3 separate regions of the Mus musculus genome follow, and all the other regions are linked to region 2. Evidence: chromatin contacts called from public HiCAR-type and HiChIP or PLAC-seq data. All regions are on one chromosome and are shown on one strand. Each heading gives the region's core, a stretch centred on a gene start, on an enhancer-like site or on the middle of the called end of the contact. The rest is flanking DNA. Distances are from core to core; before and after follow the strand shown.

Region 1 (3,109 bases), core at 316-2,815, 75 kb before region 2:
TTAAGGAAAATGAAGGAAAAGTAGCCTGGCCAACTTCCTGTTATATCAATGGATAATCAAAAATCAAATGATTAACAAAAAGTTAACAGAAATACCCAGTTAACAAGGCTTCAGTAGCACCCAACAACTTGAAAATTAAACATGGCCAGACTGCCCTGGTCCCCTCCTCCTTCCTCCCCTAGGATTCCTCAGGCCCGATGCAAGGGCTCCTCACAGGACATGTGCATAGATGATTCCCACCCATGGTGTGTGGTGGGGGGTGGGCACTGAGCTCATTTCTCGAGGACATGATGAAGCAGGCATGCTGGAGACGGTGGCCAGGGGTTGGGGTACTCCTTCCGGCACAGCACACACTGCACACCCTGGCCTCCTCCCTGGCCTCTGCATGTCCAGAGCCATCTCACCAGATGACCCTTTCCTGAGGGTCTGGTGTGCAGTCACGGTGAGAGCACGGGCCCAGCTCTGGCTGTTGTAGATCTGATGGCGAACAGCCCGGGGTTACTGGCAGCATCATCTGGTCTCAGTGCTGGGATTCTCAGCCTTGCCAACTTCTGCCCACTGCAGCCTTTTCTCCTGCCTGCCCCCACCCTGTGTTCTTGACCAATCTGTCCCTTTGGCCAGAACTGCCTGTGACAAGTGGAAGATAAAAACAATATCCCAATCCTAAGCATTGCTAAACATTGCAAACTTTTCAAAAATCTAGGCCTTCTCTGGTGACACCTTCTTCCCAGTCCATATGACCTGCAGGTCCTCCAAAACACAAGGCAGGCAGTCTCCTTTGAATTTCTTGTCTTCTTGCCTTGCTGCCTCTGGCTCCCTTAGGCTCATCTTTAACATCCAACAAACCCCAGGGTTTACTGACTGCTTTGGGTTAAAAACTAGGCCAAGATTTCATAAGTATTTCACACAGAGCCTGTCGAGACCCGGGAAGATAGAGGCAGGGTCTGAGAGCTCAAACTGCCCAAGAGCTCACAGCGTGTGTATGACTCTGGCAGGAGGCTCCCTAGCCCCCTCACTGCTATAACTGGAATGCATCCTCAACGGCTCCCCAGGCTCATTCTGCATTGTTCTCTGACGCTGGGTTTAAACCTGATGCGTGGCTCTCTCCTGTCTGTCCAGCCACTGGCCAGTCGTCTTCTTCTCATCCATTTCTGAAGGAGGGAGCATTAAGGCAACTCTGGTTTAGTTTACTCCCAGTTGAAGAGTTAGCATGGCTCCATTTCTGCATCAAAAATCTCAACCCTTGCACTTAGCACTTGACCAGGGAAGCCCATTCAAGGGGGGTGGGGCTGGGGTGTCACCCTATTCCTCAGCCATCCTCCACTGAATTCAGACACTTGCTTAATTCTCTACCTCAGAAGGCTCAGGCCAATGGCAGAGAGCAAAAGGGACAGAGGGTGGGACATGCAGCAAATGAGGTGACAGGGATCCTGGGTACCAGCTGGTGTGGGTGGTGACCAGCAGCAATAAGCACCCTGATTCAGGGCCTGGCCCAGGCTGGCCCTCCTTCCCTAACGCCTCTCTCTGCCAGCAGTCATTCCTTCCTCTCTGCCCACCCTGACTCAGGGCCTGGCCCAGGCTGGCCCTCCTTCCCTAACGCCTCTCTCTGCCAGCTGGAGTCTGCGAGAAGGCATACTTTGCACTGAGTCTTCCAGGCAGAGCTCAGGCTGTTATTTCAGTGATTCATCTTTTCTTCCTCTAAAGCAACTAAATTGTCCAGGTCTCGTGTCCTGCAACCTTGACCTCTGTACAGTATTCTGAGCCCAACAGGCCTGAAGGCTTACTGACATGAGTGTGCCTGCTTTCACCTGCTTTTGATCAGCATGAGACCCAAGGAAGTCCTCTCCTCTTGGCTCTTATTTTCTGTCTTAAAAACATCAGCTCCATCATCCCCATTCACACATACACAAAGCCTTTTTACTCAAAATAGCCCATATTTATTTTCTTCTATAATCTCCCTGTAAAAACAAAGGCTAGACTTGTTCGTCCCTACCAAAGTAAATGGAATTTTAAAAAACAACCAAACAATTCACAATAAAGTCTAACTCAGGGCTAATGGCACAGACGGCCCTTTTAGATGAATTGGAGGAAATGGGACAAAGTTCAGAGAGAAAGGCGGGTCACCCCCATGCAGTGCGTCCCACAAGGACCCAGCTTGTGTTCAATGGACACTGCTTAAACTCCAGCAGCTGTACAGTGTTGCTGAACCATTTGGCCAGGAGAAGGAAGTTAAATATAAACACAGGCTGCCATCAAGGATCCTGTCCTTTAGTTGGGTTAGAGAGGACCCCTTCACCCCCCCCCCAGAGTTGCTGGTGTGGCCCAGTGAGTTCAAGGGGGTCCATCAAGCTGAAGCTATGAGAGTTGGATAAACCCAGAAAAGCACCTAAAGAGGCAAGACTTGAATTGGCTCGTGACAGGTAGGACACCTAATGGAAACTCAAGCCACTGACCAGGGAGGAGATCCATAATCTCCTGGTCCCTTGTTTCTATTTTTAAAAGGCATCATGCTCAGAGACAAATTTATAAAGTAAAATACTGTAATCACATTGTTCAGAAATCGTGATGGACATGGGGAGGGGCATTTGCTCTCTGTCTGTTTCCTTGTTTTCAAATGTTTAAAACACATGCTTGAAATTTGGATCCCACAGGGCACTGTCAAAGCTTACTTTCATCTTGTGTCAGACATGCCCTCACCTTCTCAGTACGTATCCTTCCCTGGAACTCTAATGGCTGCTTGTTATTCAGTCTCTTGACCAAGTGCTGACTTATTTAATCCTTCCTTCTTGTTCCTGATTTCTCACTGCTCAGAGTGAGGCAGCCATTTGCCCTGGGTAATTAAAACCAGAGAGCCACACGGGCGCAACCTGCGTCTGCCCAGTCGGTGATTAGGACATTGATGGTATCCTGTGGCTGCGGGACAGGTGTACTGTTGTGGGGGGTGGGGGGAGCGGGCACAACGGCGGTCGCCAGCACCTGTCTCTTACCCTGGAAGATTAGAGATGGAGAAGAGTAAGAGAAGATTCGGGTGAAAACGGACCTGGGGAAGGAGTCAGGAACTGGCTTCTAGACAGTCTCCACTGAAAAAAGAATTCTGCGGCAGCTGAAT
Region 2 (2,815 bases), core at 205-2,704:
TTGTCAGCCATCTTTGTCAATCTCTGTTTACATCTGTAACTGAAATTATTGACTAAAAGAATAGTGTGTCTGTCAGACTGACTTTCATTCTAACAGTTGCTTTCCATAAGAAGTTATCGTAAAATTTATGATTCTACCTTATCTACCTTATCTTGTCAGGTAAGGGGAAAGGGAACAAGATTCTGGGTTAAGCCTGGATGTTGGCAGCTGTGAGAATCCCACACCATCACAGAGCTGGACAAACCTTAAGAACTATCCAGCCAGTCTTCCTCCTGAGGATGGGGGCCATTAGACTGATGCCAGAGAGGGAAAATTAACACACACACACACACACACACACACACTGCCTCTGCTCCAAAAGGCAACTCTGGTTTTCAACCAGGAAAGAGTCTTGTTCAAGGTCCTTTTCCAGAACCAGGGTCAGACTCCCAATTCTCATCTGATGCTACCTTCTTCGATGAAGCCTTTGCAGGCTGTCTGCAGATTGAAGCAACCGTCCATTAAGAATAATCAGGGGAGGGGTGATTATGTACTAAACAGATACTTTTTTGTGTGTGATTATTCCCTAAAGGACAACAATATAGACTAACAACTATTTACATAAGAATGATATTTACATTGTAATAGCATTTACTTTGTATTGAGTAGTTATGCTGGCTTTCTTGGGTTTTGGGTAGAAGCCAAGAAACTCACTTCTGTAAGAAAGCAGGCTGAACGGAGCCATGAGGAGCAAGCCACTAGGCAGCACTCCTCCACAGCCTCTGCATCAGCTCCTGCCCCCAGCTTCCTTTCCTATCTCTCCTGTCCAAATTTTTTTTGATGTGTAAGCCAAGTTAAACCCTTTTCTCCCCAAGTTGCCTTGGTTATGGTGTTTCTTCACAGCAACAGTAACCCTAAGACAGTGGGGCAGATAATGTGAGATGACACAAGTAGGCTGAGGATGTGCATAAGTTACATAAAGCTTTCTACACATGTACAATTTATACATAAAGGTTTTTATATATTTATTTTGAAACAGGATTGCACAATATAGCTCCACCTGGCCTTGAACTCATAGAGATCCGCCTGCCTCTGCCTCCTGAGTGCCAGAATTAAAGCGTGCGTTTGCTCGGATACCATCTTTAGGTGACTGGGACATCCGCAGAATCCACTGTGATCCTGGGCTCAGTCCTCTGCAGAAACTGTAGTCTGCAGTCACTGTACTGACGGAGAGGAGGATGGCAGCAGAGGCACCCATCGGTGAAGATTCCAGGAAAAAAAAAGCCTTTGGCATGACTGGGCCTTACACTAAATGTCAAAAACTCCCCGTGACAGCCGCTCTATTTCTGCCACCATGTACAGACCAATCTTGATGCCAGGCAAAGAAACCCCAATCGCCTGCAACCGGGCCGCACTGGCCCAACAGGACCCCAAGACCCAGTCCTCCCGGGCCCCGCAATGACGTCACGGCGCGCAGTCATCGCGAGACTCCGCTCGCCCTCCGCGGCTCGCCGCTTCCCAACCGCCCTCGTCCGTCCGCGGCCAGGCAGCGGTGGGGATGGCGAGCCGCGGAGCCAGGGTGGTGACGAGCACAGCGGCTCCGTCATTGGGCGAGGAGGCCTGAGGGACTCCAGGCTGGCTGGGTGCGTAAGGACACCACAACCCGCGGCCCCGGCAGAGCGAGGGCGATGGAGACCAACGTGCCGAAGAGGAAGGAGCCCGCCAAGTCCCTCCGCATCAAAGTCATCTCCATGGGCAACGCCGAAGTGGGGAAAGTGAGTACCGCGTGCTGCGAGGGCAGGACCTCCGCGTGCTGTGAGAGCGACATTCCCATTGGCTAGGAGAGCCGCCACTCAAAAGCTTGAAGCTCCGCCTCCTCTCTGCTTAGTTTAGCATCCTGAGCTCACTGGGGCTTGCGGCCTCCAGAGGAAAACTATCTTGACCTTTTTGACCTTTGGGCTGCTGGCTCTTTACTGACGTCACTGTCCCTAAAAGGTGTCAGGGTGGCCTCTGATCTTTGATTGTAATTTGAAGGTAGTAATTAGATTCCGATGTCGAATGATCAGTTTACATACCAAATCTGTTTTTCCCCTGAGAGGGGACGAGGTCCTGCGGGTTGGGGAGAGTGGTTGCCAGCCTTGCTGTTTAAAGAGATGCCAGGGAGGTGTTAGATTCTAAAAAATGTAGCCCTGAACAGCCTGGAGTCTATGTTCCCACCACCAGAGCACAACAACCTAGTGTGTTTCAGGGGACATGCACTGACAGCCCTAGATCTTGTGTTTTTAATTTTTTGTATTGTCACGTCCATTTTTCTCGGAGGAGTCTTTTTTTTTAAAAAAATACCATCTTTCTGAGTGTATCATTTCTGTATCATTTGCTGCTTATTAGCTACTAAACTTCCTCTCATCTGGGAAGGGAGGCCTTTCCTAAATGAATTTAGATGCCAGTTACTCGTTTTCTTCCCTTAACGTTGGGAAACTGTTGGTTAAGAATTCCCAAGGTCGACAGACAGGGAAGGCATCCGAAGTGGAGTCTTCACTAAACCAAACGCAGAAGACCTCTAATGGGAGCGTTTGCATACTACTATGTAAGCCAGTGCTCTGTGCTAGAAGATGCTCAGGAAGTGTTTATTGCTGTTATACAATTTAGCGTGCTCCCGTTCTACATATGGACCTTCATGTATGTGTTAACAAAACAGTTGCTGAAGATTAACATTTATTGACTATTGACTATTTTCCAGCTCTGTTTTACAAAGGCAGGAGAGTTGGGAATATTGTGAGTTGGTGCAGTGTGAGTGTGAATAGCAGTTCTGTTCCCAGGAGTCCTGCAGAAAACT
Region 3 (3,042 bases), core at 271-2,770, 130 kb after region 2:
TTTTATTTAAGATGTGCTAATGGAGGAAAAGCAGGAGACTTGAATGTGTCCTTCATAAAATAAGTCTAAATGGCTAGGCAGTGGTGGCACACACCTTTAATCCCAGCACTTGAGAAGCAAAGGCAGGCAGATCTTTGTGAGTTCGATGCTAACCTGGTCTACAGAGTGAGTTTCAGGGGAAAAAAAAAGAGTCTTAAATGGACACCAGTGAAGGGCATTTAGGCAAGCAAAACAAAACAAAACAAAACAAAACACAAACACAAATTAAAGCCATAACAAACTGTCACTATACCCCACCAATGTGGCAAAAATTTCAAGCTGTTATTAAGGTCAGTGTTAACTCATACACTCTTGGTGGTGGTATAGTTTTAGCCATTTGGATTTGGTTAGGAATAGACCTATGGGGTTGGAGATACAGCTCATTTGGTAGAATGCTTGCCTTAGCATGGAAAAAGCCTGGGGCTCCCCAAACGGCATAAACTGGAAATGGAGGCAGGAGGGCAACCGTTCAAGGCCAGCCTGGGACACATGAGATCCTATCGCAAACAAAACTCTAAAACCCATAATAGCCCTGAAACTCCACTTCTATATACGTCTTAGAGAAGTTCATACATACATATATACCCCACGGTAGACATGCGAGAAGATCTCTAGTAGCCTCGTCATCCATATTACAAAGGACATCAGTGGTAACAGATAAAATGGCCTCTTCATGTAGCAGAGTTGTATACAGTGATGGAAGTTAACTCTAAGTCCACATAAAACTATGGTTAAAGTTAGAAAGGCACCACAGCAAGATTGTAGCCTGGTCCCATTGCTAGGGAGTCTCTTCTTCAAAATCCTACAGTGTATATCTTAGATCCTATATCTTGGATGTGTCAGATGCTAAGCATCTGAGGAACAGGTTAGTGTGAATGGCCTGTAGCCAGGGGAGCTAGGGCTGCTGTTGATTCCAAGTCCAAGCCTAGTCACATGCTGCGGAGGGGGGGGGGGGGGACTAGGAGAGGAACTGAGGTGGGGAAGCTTCTGAAGCCCCCCCCACCGTGATCGATTGATTGATTGTGAATAGCACAGCTGGAGGGGGGCAAAGGCGCACTTCACGGTCCCTCCCGTCTGTCCAGCAGGCTGCCCCTGGTGCCTTCCAAGTACTCCATGACTGTGATGATGTTCGTCATGATGCTGAGCTTTTACTACTTCTCGCGCCACGTAAGTGCCACACCCTCTTCTGTGGTAAGGGCCTCCCAGCAAGCTATCCTAGAACTCAGAAGCCCAGGCACCTAACAAGCAGCAGCTCCTTCACCTAACATGGCCCATGGGATGCACCAGCTCTGCTGTGCCCCGCTTCTTCCTCTGTCCTCCTCCAGGATGACCCTAGGCAGGCTCGAGGCCTCTGCACTCACCCGGGTATGGGTGATGGGGGTGTTCACTGAAATGCTAGCCTTGGAGTCAGAAGAGAAAGGGAAAGGCCCTAATGAAGTTCTGTTCGGTAAAGAGGAAGTATCCATACAAGGACAGTTAGCTTGGATGCCCCCAAGTGGTTTGCCAGGAAAGTACAGCTCCCTCAGATCCCTTCATAAATGGAGCTGCTAGAGATGGGGATGCCTCCTGGTTCTGGCAGAACCCTCTTTGTGACCCCTACGCCCCAGCCCAGCTTGGATCTCTACTGTATCAAGAGGCCCAGGTCCTTAATGCAACTGTGGGATGTCATTTTGATTAGGTGACTCCTTGCAGCTCTTCTGTCATTTAGTGGCCTCCTTCCAGTGTTATCCTACACGATATTCAATACCCCGTTCTAAACCTTTCCACTGGATGGCTTTAGAGCACACAGCTCACCTGACCTATGTTGTAGGTGGAAAAACTGGCCCGAACACTGTTCTTGTGGAAGATTGAGGTCCATGACCAGAAAGAACGTGTCTACGAGATGCGCCGATGGAACGAGGCCTTGGTCACCAACATGTTGCCTGAGCATGTTGCACGCCATTTTCTGGGGTCCAAGAAGAGAGATGAGGTAAGAGGATGTCATGTGGAGCTTATTCTTTCTCTGAGGAGCACTGAGTCAAGGTCCCTTTAAAACTGGGATTGGAAGTCCAAGTATGGCTGGACATAACCAGAAACAAACCAAGAGATATTCCCAGGGTCTCTGCTACACAATATTGCTGGTATGCTGCATCTCGGGACCCCCTACAGAACCAGAGTGCCCCTCCTGCCAATAACACCTTCTCAAACCAAGGTGGCTGACCACCCCACTCACCTTCCCTGGAGAGGTTTCTGTTATTGGGATGAAACACCGTGGCCATAAGCAACTTGGGGAGGAAGGGTTTATTTCATCTTACACTTCCAGGCAGGCAGTCCATCACCAAAGGCAGGCAGGACAGGGACAGATGCAGGGGCCATGGAGGAGTGCTTCTCATTCTAACCATTCAAAGTTGAGTTCAAACAGTTGAGTACACACATCCTGTGAGGCCAACCGAAGCTCCCGTAGTTCACCATCCTACCAGGCAGCCATCTCTCGAGTGCTTGGACCTTCTCTGTGAGGTGTATGCACGCGTGTATGCATGTGTTCACATGGAGGCTGAAGGTTCTTTACTGCTTGTCCCAATATGTGGAAGGAGTGTCTCTTGCAGAACCTGTGGCTCTCTGTTAGTGTGACTAGCCAGCTGGCTTCTACTCCCCATGCACTCAACCCTGGTCCTCCCGTTTGCACAGCAGTATCCCAGGCTGACCTTGCCTCTTTTTAGGAGCTGTACAGCCAGTCTTATGACGAGATTGGAGTCATGTTTGCCTCCTTGCCCAACTTTGCTGACTTCTACACTGAGGAGAGCATCAACAACGGCGGCATCGAGTGTCTACGCTTCCTCAATGAGATCATCTCTGATTTTGACTCTGTGAGTGTCCTCCTGTCAGAGCTAGCTCCTTTTGTATCACATCTCAGACAAGTTCTATACATTTCCCACGTGAGTCTTTTACAGTAACTGGGCTTCTGCGGCCATCTAGAACTCACGAGTCTGAGGGCTGAGGCAGAATCCTGGGGTGACCCTGGCA

What was found. HiCAR-type assays count read pairs that join an accessible place to other places. HiChIP or PLAC-seq counts read pairs in DNA pulled down with a chosen protein or histone mark.
Region 1: a contact with region 2 is called in a HiCAR-type map of astrocytes, with 4 times the contacts expected there. The contact joins the enhancer-like site here to the promoter of Dnajc27 in region 2. A contact is called at or near these places in 10 of 39 promoter capture datasets (the 3T3-L1 cell line, 3T3-L1-derived adipocytes, the HPC-7 cell line and 6 more), 33 of 484 Hi-C or Micro-C datasets (the 3T3-L1 cell line, 3T3-L1-derived adipocytes, B cells and 22 more), 7 of 115 datasets of contacts at active chromatin or transcription factors (astrocytes, bone marrow-derived dendritic cells, bone marrow-derived macrophages and 3 more) and 2 of 9 other capture datasets (adipose tissue and pancreatic islet).
Region 3: a contact with region 2 is called in an H3K4me3 HiChIP or PLAC-seq map of bone marrow-derived macrophages, with 3 times the contacts expected there. The contact joins the enhancer-like site here to the promoter of Dnajc27 in region 2. A contact is called at or near these places in 1 of 39 promoter capture datasets (hippocampal neurons), 10 of 484 Hi-C or Micro-C datasets (the 3T3-L1 cell line, 3T3-L1-derived adipocytes, the C10 cell line and 7 more), 2 of 115 datasets of contacts at active chromatin or transcription factors (bone marrow-derived macrophages and embryonic stem cells) and 2 of 9 other capture datasets (adipose tissue and pancreatic islet).

The regions. Positions count from the first base shown.
Region 1 is chr12:4,005,831-4,008,939 of GRCm38.p6, forward strand. The region is part of intron 1 of Efr3b (EFR3 homolog B); the gene reads right to left. Among named protein-coding and RNA genes, the nearest start is that of Efr3b, 32 kb to the right of the region's middle. Within about 2 kb of position 1,566, at least 69 of the 459 cell types and tissues checked have an H3K27ac peak or open chromatin away from gene starts, as enhancers often do. A contact at or near this core is called in adipose tissue, astrocytes, brain and 5 more, where this site is marked.
Region 2 is chr12:4,081,120-4,083,934 of GRCm38.p6, forward strand. It overlaps Dnajc27 (DnaJ heat shock protein family (Hsp40) member C27), which reads left to right and starts at 1,455. Exons shown (of 7, transcript NM_153082.4): 1 at 1,455-1,754. The coding sequence starts at 1,668.
Region 3 is chr12:4,207,456-4,210,497 of GRCm38.p6, forward strand. It overlaps Adcy3 (adenylate cyclase 3), which reads left to right. Exons shown (of 21, transcript NM_138305.3): 15 at 1,122-1,206; 16 at 1,850-2,008; 17 at 2,739-2,885. It also overlaps a transcript of Cenpo not described here. Among named protein-coding and RNA genes, the nearest start is that of Cenpo, 25 kb to the right of the region's middle. Within about 2 kb of position 1,521, at least 38 of the 459 cell types and tissues checked have an H3K27ac peak or open chromatin away from gene starts, as enhancers often do. A contact at or near this core is called in the HPC-7 cell line, adipose tissue and bone marrow-derived macrophages, where this site is marked.